Regions from separate parts of the Hordeum vulgare genome. Here regions 2 and 3 are each linked to region 1. The links are chromatin contacts, called in public Hi-C maps. All regions are on one chromosome and are shown on one strand. Each heading gives the region's core, a stretch centred on a gene start, on an enhancer-like site or on the middle of the called end of the contact. The rest is flanking DNA. Distances are from core to core; before and after follow the strand shown.

Evidence for each region. A called contact is a pair of places that touch in the nucleus more often than the background predicts.
Region 2: a contact with region 1 is called in a Hi-C map of leaf, with 8 times the contacts expected there. The contact joins the enhancer-like site here to the promoter of LOC123403003 in region 1. A contact is called at or near these places in 2 of 6 Hi-C or Micro-C datasets (leaf and seedling) and 1 of 1 datasets of contacts at active chromatin or transcription factors (embryo).
Region 3: a Hi-C map of leaf shows a contact between it and region 1, with 5 times the contacts expected there. The contact joins the promoter of LOC123403623 here to the promoter of LOC123403003 in region 1. A contact is called at or near these places in 2 of 6 Hi-C or Micro-C datasets (leaf and seedling) and 1 of 1 datasets of contacts at active chromatin or transcription factors (embryo).

Annotation. Positions count from the first base shown.
Region 1 is chr6H:445,164,649-445,167,956 of MorexV3_pseudomolecules_assembly, forward strand. It overlaps LOC123403003 (B3 domain-containing protein Os02g0683500-like), which reads right to left and starts at 1,745. Exons shown (of 1, transcript XM_045096980.1): 1 at 1-1,745. The coding sequence starts at 811.
Region 2 is chr6H:445,964,333-445,967,640 of MorexV3_pseudomolecules_assembly, forward strand. No RefSeq gene overlaps it. Among protein-coding and RNA genes, the nearest start is that of LOC123406042, 120 kb to the right of the region's middle. Within about 2 kb of position 1,534, at least 3 of the 3 cell types and tissues checked have open chromatin away from gene starts, as enhancers often do. A contact at or near this core is called in leaf and seedling, where this site is marked.
Region 3 is chr6H:444,630,991-444,634,298 of MorexV3_pseudomolecules_assembly, forward strand. LOC123403623 (mitochondrial import inner membrane translocase subunit Tim13) reads right to left here and starts at 1,703. Exons shown (of 2, transcript XM_045097544.1): 1 at 1,460-1,703. The coding sequence starts at 1,573.

The sequences.
Region 1 (3,308 bases), core at 495-2,994:
CGAAAAGGATGACCTGTCTCCCCATTGTGGGGTAACTGGGGTTCATGCCGCGGAAGTCGAAGCCTTGACGGAGACGGTGCTCGTAGAGCGTGGCTGGCGGCGAGGGAGGCATGAAGAATCCTCTGGCGCCGGCGCCGAGGCCCCACGGGCTGTAGTGCGACGTCAGCGGCATCGGGAGCGGGAGGCGGGGCAAGCGGAGCGGGTCTCTGGTGTCGGCTCGGCGCTTCCAGTCGATGAAGAGGCGGTGGCGCGCGGCCTCACCGGCGCCGCGGGAGAAGGAGACGGTGTCCCCAGCGTCGAGGCGCTTCTCCTTGACGAAGCGGCTCCAGCCTTTGGTCATGACGTAGCTCTGGCTGCTGTTCCAGTAGGAATAGCGGAAGCGCCATGGCTTCCCGGCGCTGTCCTCGAAGTTGAGCAGAAGGCCCTTCTCGTTGGCCGCCGAGTCCAGCGGGAAGTACTTCTCGGCGTACTGCTTGGGGATGACCAGCCGGTTAAGCTTCCCCACGTCGCTCGGCGTCACCACTTTGTCGAACATGTGCTCCTTCTCCACGGCCTCCGCCACGTTGCTGCGGCTGCCGTCGCCGGCCCCGCTCCCCGACGCTCCGGCGTCATCCCCAGATCGAAAGGGAGGGCTACTTCCAGACGCTGACGCGGGTGTCGAGGCCGACGCAGAAGCAGAAGGCGGCGCCGCGGCGCAGGTGGCGGCCGCGGGCGTCATGAAAGGGATCTCGCGCATCGACGCCTCCTCCTGCTCCTCCTCCACCTCCTCCTCTCCTTTAGAAAACCTACTGCTTGTCGCAGTAAACTCCATGTATGTATGTATGCTTGAAAGCTTCTTCCCCTGGATTACTGCGGCATGCCCGATTCGATGCAGCCGGAGGAGGATGGCCAGATCTTGAGAAGAAGCAAGCAACCAGAAAATAAAGAGAGAGCAGCAGATAGCTTCCTTGCTTGGCTGCTTCTTCGGATCGGAGCAGCAAGAAAGCAACCCCAATCCACTCAGCTGGATCCTTCTTCTTGTTGCCCGCCCCTTGCTGGCTTCTGCCAAGACCAGCAGCTTGGCCTGGTGCTCGATCGAGAATAGACACTGCGGCCGCAGCGGAGGTGCGCTAGCTATAGCCTCTCTAGGTTGGGCACTGCTAGAGGGGGGATCTACCTATGTATGCGTGTATGTATTGTTTTTGTTTTTTCTCCTACGAAATTCTATATATCGATCTTGAGCTGTGGGAGGGGAATTTGGCCGGCATGCATTGACGCGCGCGCGCGCACTGCACGCCTAGCCGCTAGCTAGCTTTGGGGTGTGTTGTGGCAGCGGCAGGGATGGATGGATGGAATGGAGACGGGGATGGCCGGCAATATGGATCGATGGAGACGGCCGGGGAGGTTGGTGGGTGGGCGCGCGTGGCTGGCTAATATTTGTGGAGGCCGCTGCAGTTCGATCCTCCCGCAAGGGGGGGAGAGAGGGGACGAGACGACTGAGCTGAGCTGCCCCTGCCCTAGCTACAAGATTCCGTCTCCTTGAACTCGACTACCTTATTAGCTACCTAGTGGAAGTGGCAGCTGCTTAGTGAAGTGAAGTGAGTCATCTCGCTGTGTTTTTTCCCACCTCTTCCGTACTATACCTTCTTTCCAGGAGCTTCATCAGGCTTGGTGTTTTCTTTCTCATGCACTTTATTTTGTTTCTCTTTGTCAAAGATGGAGTGTGGTTTTTCTTGCAGCGTTGCGAGCATAGAGATGGAGCTAGAGAAAGAGCTGGAAAAAGTGGGCGTGTACTGTGCAGCGTAGTGTGTAGCTTTATAAAGGGCAGAGGGGGTGGTGGGGGCCCATGGATCGCGCGCGCTTGGTTGGGCTCATGTGAGCGCTCGTCCTTGTCACCATACGGGCCGGTATACGTATACATCAAATATCACTCACACGCCTGCCTACGGGCTTAGCTGCAGCTACAGTGCATAGCTCGTGTAGGCAAGTTCCTAGGCTGGTCCTCCATGGTGCGTACCCGTCGATCCATCAAGGGGGATTTTGTGATAATAATTGCGTGATGTGGAATGACAAGGTCTCGTCTGCCTCTGTTTTTTTTTTTGAGAATTCCCTCTAGCTAGGGTATTTAAGCACCATGAATTTTTTGTGGCTTGTCATGGGCCAACGGGCGTGGAATTTCGCATTGGATATTTCTATTCGGCAATCGGGCATTGGATATTTCTATTCCAGCAATCGGATATTTCTAGGGTATTTAAGCACCATGAATTTTACATGATGGAGGCTTTCAAATAAAATTCATTTTTAATACGATTTGATGAATTCTAATTATTTTTATTAAGTTTCAGTTCTTAAAACTTAGTATGAGCGACCAATAAAATCATGACTTTAGTACCTGCGATCGAAAAAAGCCGCTTAAAATTTGAACTCTGATACTTGATAGTCATGACCGAGAAAATCGGAATTTTCAGATGCAAAATCTGAAGTTTCATCGATTAAAACCTAAAACTTATTTTGCCTTCGTGGAGGATCCAACTACCTCGCGAATCGAGAGGCAATTGAACGACGGGGTAGGGCCTGACTGGTGTGTGCCGCTCGAAATTTCCAGAGGGCAATGTATGTTTTGGATTCTCTTGATTTGGATGAGGAGTAAGCCCATGTTATCCATGACACTCATCTTCTCTCCTATCTAACAAAGGAGAGTCTCAATCTTATCGTATGTTGATGACACTGAAACATGGTATGGACAAATTGCCACCAACATGACGGAAGAGGTTTTTGTCACACAGGTCTGGGGACATGCCGTTGATTTGTGCCAAGATTCACAAATTGGTGATGTATAGACGAGTTTATGCTTGTTTTCCTATGTAATGCATTTGCATATCATGCCGATATACCTTTTGGTGTGGGTGTGATACATGTTCCGTTGGGTTCCATAACAGTGCAAAACAGGAATGAACATGCACTTACAGAACGGATAAGCAAAAACGATTACTCATGCCATTGTCTTGCTATTATTTTTCAGTTCATGTTTGTTCTTGTCTTGTTGTTCCTAAAAAAATAGAAAATCGACCTTTTAAGCATCATTTCAGTCGGGAAATCAAAGAGATTATATTCTGGCCTTAAAGATTGAAGGCCTTCAAAGATCTCAACAACCACATAAGTAAATTTCATGCAAAAAGTTATAGATTCATCGAAAAAGATTTAATTTTCTTATGTATTTGATTATGATCATGTTTCTTCAAGCACTGGCTTTTAATGTGTCGTGTAGTTACATAATATCATGTTTTATATTTGTCTTGCCTCCTTTTTTTGTTGTAGTCATTACTTAT
Region 2 (3,308 bases), core at 284-2,783, 800 kb after region 1:
CCCATATGTTTGCCCAATTAAGCAGATGGACATGTGATTTGCATGCGATAGAAAGACCCTACATTTTGGCTAATTAAGGGGTTTGTTTCCATGGACTTTTTTATGTAGGGACTAAAAAAAATCCCTTTTAGTCCCATGTGAAACAAACATGATGGACTTTTAGGGAATAAAAGGGGGTATTTGGGACTAAAGGAAGAAGTCCCTATGGGCAGGTCTTTTTAAGACTTTTTTGACACTTTTTCCAACAGTACCCCTACTTTTAGCATGTTATTTAATAACTTTTAGTACATTACTAGGGGTAACATGGTCTTTTGCATGTCATTTAATGAACTCTAGTCCCTATTTAGTCCATAAAAACAAACGGATAAGGACTAGGGACTTTTTAGTTTTGACTAAAAAAACTACCGAGATCTCTGAAACAAACAGGGCCTAAACGGATGCATATGTGACTTACATGGGTGGGAGAGACCCCATATGGTGCCCAATTAAGCGGATGAATATGTGACTTGCATGCGAAAGAGACACCATATATCTTGACAAATTAAACGGATGCATATGTGGCTTACATGGGAGGATGTGTGTGCATATGTGACATGCATGGAAGAGAGACCATGTATCTTGGCTAATCAGACTTATCGTTTTGCTGGAACACATCTAGATGGGCTCTAAGTATTGCACATATGAATCATATATGTCATTGATTTTACGTTAAGATTCGTGCAAGCATTTTCTTTTGTGTTTTTTTTTTGTTTCCTTTCTAGTTTGATTGAGTCATTTAAATGTGCAATAAATATAGCACATCTAGATGTATCCTAGACAGACCCTTAAACTTGATATTCAAATATTGTGATGAAGAATACATGTAGAAAAAAATCATTGTAAAGCAATGGCATATGTAATAGTTTTCTACACGCAAAAGACATAGATCAGTTCTTGGCATCTCAATATATATCTCCTCATTAGCGGTCCATGCACGGCCATACGCCTCCAGCTCATCACTCGATTCACCCGGCCCCTTGGAGCTTAATTGGCGCATGTGAGATGGCACCACCCACATCCAACCAGAATGCAACACGCTGCACATTAGGGCGCGCTCGATGAGATAAAGGGTAATAAGGCGCCAGATTCATATGGTCTGGGCTTTGTGTAGCATTACAACAGGAGGGACAAAGTTGACGAACCACCAAACAGATGTATCGATCTCACGGATCCGGCCGTCCAGCCGGCCTCTTCGTCGTCCCACGGAACAAAATAAAGATGGCCACCCCCACCGGAGGAACGAGTGCCAGTACCAGTGATCGGTTGATGATTAGTGGTGGTATGGTGCATTGGCGAGGGGCGCATCCGCGCATGCAGCAGCATCATTGCATGATGCATGGGAGCGAGAAGGGGCCGCCTCAAGCGCACTCGCTTCGTCATCCTGTCCAAACCGTTGGGATCCCCTCGTCACGTCGCTTTCGGCGGCCCTTCCCTCCCATTATCCGCCTCCCTCCCTCTGTCTCTATCTATCCCGCTGCCCTCTCTCTCTCCCCAATCACCGCTGCGCATGTGCTTCCGCTTGGAGCGATCGGGCACACGGCCCTTCCCCAACCCCAACCAGCTGCCCCAAGCGTACGTGACAAACCGACAACGACACAGCTGCTACATGTCCGGCCGGCAGCTAGTCGTGGACGGAGAGTGTCCACACGCACGCCGCTGCCCGCCGAGCGAACGAAAAGTGGAATCATGGAGCGGTAGCAGCTTGCTTGCCAGCGCTATACGTGTACTCTCCATGTAGACGTGTAGTCCGGTGCAAAGTGCAAAGTAGTGCTCCTTTTCCGAAAGGAACTTTTGCACAGTGCAATCGAAATCGCTTACATACGCGAGCATTCAATCATCTTTATAAATGTATGAGTATAGAAACATCTTATTTTCATGAACACCTTCGATAAATTGAGCCGGCATATCATTTTGAGATTCATAAAGTCGGCACAAACGCATTCATGATCGACGGTAACGTCTCCTTTCACCGACCGCACATCATCAAAGGACCTGAAATAATTTAGAAAAATACATACACCAATGTTAAGTTTGAAACTTAAACTCTGATGGATAGGAAATATCATTGTCTTTCTAATTATCAAACTACAGATAGGTTCATATTTTTCGGAATTTAATTTAGGCTAATGTTTATTTTCTTATGAAATGTGTAGAATAGAAAGAATTCTTCCATAGTAATAGCATTCTATTACTACCAATCAAAGGGCTCTAAAGGATTTTTTTTTCTATATAAATCGTATTCTATGAAATTCGTATAAGATTCCTTCAAACCAAAGAAGACCTTACAGGTTTCATTAGCAAACTATATACGAATGTATATAGATATATTTTTAAGTATAAATTTAATTATTTTGCTTTATATGTACTTCCTCTGTCCTAAAATTCTTGTCTTAGATTTGTCTAAAAATGAATGTACCTAAATACTAAAACATGCTAGATACATTTATATTTAAATAAATCTAAAACAGTAATTTTAAGATAGGAGGGAGTAGTTCCTAAGGAAATCTCTAAGAAGACTTACATTTGGGTACGAAGGAAGTAGCGATGTAAAAAATGGGAAGTGGCATAGCTACAGTGTCATGCGGTTGGGCACGCTCACCCCCTGAGCTGTGCAATAGGGTCTCTGACGCTTATGATCATCTGCATAGTATAAGTAGGATGCGTTGCTGTTGCCGCTGATGCTACAACAGTACTGCGTGTAAGAAAGAAGAGAATTGGGCTTTGGCTCCTGTTGCGTATGCGGGAACAGCGAAATTGTCCTTTTGTTTGTTTTGATTAAAAAGACAAATCGATGCATACTTTAGAACAAATGAATGTTCTTGTTTTTCGAGCAAATCAAAGTTTCTTTAGAAAATAAGAATCGCCTCGGGCCACGCAAAAACTGTATCAATCGCGGCTATCTTTTCTGTTGTTTTTTCCCCGGGTATTCCCATGTTTGCACCATCGTTTTCCCCTGGTTTTTTTTGTTTTTCTTTGTTTTGTATTCTCGGTTTTTACTGCTTTATTTTTTTGTTTCCTTCTTATTTTCTAATCGGATTTTTTTTCATTTCGTTCTCTTTTCCTCTTCTTCAATGCATGTCTACATTTTCCATAAGCGTTGTACGTTTTCGTATGTAGCAAGCACATTTTTGTGCAATTTATATGCTTTCTTGAATACTTTTATTCATACGCACTGTGCATTTTACGTATGCATCAAAAGTATTTTTTGTATACGTTTACCATTTTAAATACATGCTATCACAATTTATTTAAATATTTACTTTGAAACT
Region 3 (3,308 bases), core at 453-2,952, 530 kb before region 1:
CCAGACTAATCTAAAGACATAATTAGGTATTGGGCAATGCAAATGTACTTCAAAAGGGTTTCCCTTAATTAGCGGGGACAATGTAGAACACCTAATCATTCCTATGAAAATAAGTTGCTTGTGTTCAAAATTAGAAGCTGTAAGCCCCTACCCAACAGGAACATCACCAAACAGAACTTTGATTAAGTCCTTTGAAATTAAGAGCCAAATAATGATTTATTACTTGTCACCATCAACCACAACAGAAGAACCCAAACTATCCATACAGACTCAAATTAACAACATTAGAAGAGAAGAAGAGATTGCGTTGACTGATGACTCTGCCAGACCATATACAATTACAATAGGTAAATCAAGGTACAACTAGAGCACTGATATTGCTCAAGGCTGTACTAGGAAGTATCAGAATTGCTTTTGTTAAAAAAAATCAGTAGTTTCAGTACTGTATAATATTGTCTTATAACTTCACTTATTCCTATTAACCTACTTGTGGACTTTCTACACCTCTCCTTTTACGAATAAATAAATAATCACAAATTGGTGATATTGGAAGAATCTCGTAAATGTTGGATCATCATACCCATATTGATGCACCTGTATTGTGTACAGATGCATCATGGATCACCTCAAGTAAACATCTGGACATACCAAACTCTGGTATGAATAAAAATATCAAGAGATCTTTAGGCAACCAGATTCAGCAAATTGACCTATTGCTACTGAAAATGCATATTACAACTCTATAATGTTGGATTCTTAGTTTTTGCCGACCATTGCTCAATAGGGCAAGAAAATAGAACAATATAAATTACTAGTCTATAGTCTAGTCAAGCCATATTGCTCCAGTTAAGTTGAGGCGCGGTGCAGACCTCGTGATATATCGTATAAGATGCAGAAAGGTATTCCATTGAAAGAATACAGTTAGCATAGCTTAACAGCTGCAACATGTAAATCTCTCTCCAAGATAATAATCTTTTTCTGCAGCAATGGCAACCAGCTACTCAATTTAGTTAATCCAATCGTATTTATTACATCAATCGGGATTGCAAAAAGATTTGATCAGGTTCTTTATTAAAAATCTTACTTTTAATAGCAGATGTCTTCAAACTGAATTTCTCTCTAAACTTGGAAGGAAACCAACAGAGCTCAAAACCCCGCAATCAAAGATAATGCAGTTGCTTCTGGTTCAAGTGGAATCCGCAAGGCCCCAATAGTGTATCTATCTATAGATGCTTTAGCAAAGTGGGGAAAAAAACTTGCAAGCACGGTAATAAAATCCCCTCTGGTACTAACATTATCGCCCCAACGAAACGCAGCCAAACATCCCCCCTCCTTAGCAAATCAGCTGTTGGCGAATTAAGAATCATCTATGCCTGGTAACCAGCAGCCTAGCCGTCCGCGTAGATGCAGATCAACGGAAGTACTAATAAAGATGTGAAAACATTAGGGGAGATCCCACCTCAAGAAGCTCCTGGGCATAGGCCTGCGCGAGCTGCGCCTTGATCTCCTCCATGACCGCCTCCGGGTTGGGGGGCGACCCCGACGACATCGACGGCGACGAGAAGGAGTCCATGCCGAGTTTGCCTTGCTTGCCTTGCAAGTATTCGCTGGTGCTCGGTGGTTATTGTGCGTTCTGCGCCGAAGGTTTCTGTGGGACGGCGGGTTATACCAAGGTCGGGGGGCGGCGCATAGGCGGGGTAAACCCTAGTCGGACTGGGAAAGGGCCGGTCCAATTTCAGCGGCAACATATGAGCCCATATTCTTTCTTGGGCAACAAGGCTCATGTGGCCGTGCTGCTAAGTCGCGGTCCATGTGGCAGAGGGCCCGTTGGCAGCCGAACGCACGGACACCGGCGAGACGTAGGGCAGCCTCGCTGAAGGGCGAGAGCAAAACTGGGCCGGCCCAGCGCGCAAGGCCACACCTCTCGTTTTTTCTATTTATTTCTTTTATTTGTTTTCACTTACATTTCCAAATATTATAAATATACATAAAAACACTTCACACATATAACATATTAAAAATGTTAATTAAGCATTTGAAAAATGTTAAATATGTATAAAAAATACTCATATATATGAAAAATGCATACAATGTGTATAAATAAAGTTGATCATATATTTAGAAAAATGTTAAGTAAGCATTTCAAATGGGAAGAAATTATTTGAAAAGTGTTAATCAAGAATCTAAAATTTTTAAGTATATATGAAAAAAATGGTTCTCATGCATACGAAAAATGTATTACAAAATATGCAATGTGTACAAAAAAATATTGATCATGTATTTTAAAAGTTTTAATCAAACATTTTAAAAGTGCAAAATCTCTGTAGAAATTATTTTCTCATGTATACCAAAATGGACACAAAGAATACAATGTATACGATTTTTTTTAATCATTTATATAAAAATATTAAATATGTATTAAAAAATATTTCTGATGTATACAAAAAATATACAACTTACATTGAACAAAAGTGGACATAAAAATAGATAGTATAGTAAACTGATTCTATATTTTAAAATGTTCCTGATGTATATAAAAAATGTACATTGTGTATTTAAAAAATATTGAGCATGTATTTGAGAAAAGTTCATATTAAATAAATATTCACCTTGTATTTTTAAAATGTTGATCATGTATTCAAAAAAGTGTTCGAAACTTATATGGGCTGTGCTGCGCGTCCGTCGACTGTTTTTTTTAAAGATCAGACGGCTCGCGGGCCATCAGATGTGCCCTCCACCATTTCAACATGAGTGTCGTTGCAGGAATTTCTACAACGGAGGACTTGTTGAGGAAATTTGCGGAAATTTTAACAACGAAGATCTTGTTGTCGAATTTTTTTACAACTCAAGTTTTATTGCAGAATTTGTTTTATAATAGAGGTTTGGTTGCATAATTTTTTTACAGCATAGATTTTGTTTCATGTTGCTTTTCTCATTATCACCTTCTGCAACATTGATGGAACTGCATAAGTTGCAAAAAAAGCATAAGTATCCAGCGGCACGTCACATGTTGTGCGAGCGAGGTGCCAAACGGGTGCCAGAAAATCAGCTGGTTGAGGGGAAACGTTTCCCAACTTATATTTAAGAAAAAATGTACATCATATATTTGAAGAAAAAACGAGAAAAAACAAAGAAAAATAAAGAGAACCAAAGAAAATAATAAAGGAATGAAAAAACTAGAAAAGGTTAAAAAATAAACAAAAATAGGGCAAAAGAAACAAAGAAACCGCAAAATAAAAAAACAAAGCCAAAACGTGACTAGATATATTTATATCTAGACAAATCTAAGATAAGAATTTTGGAACGGA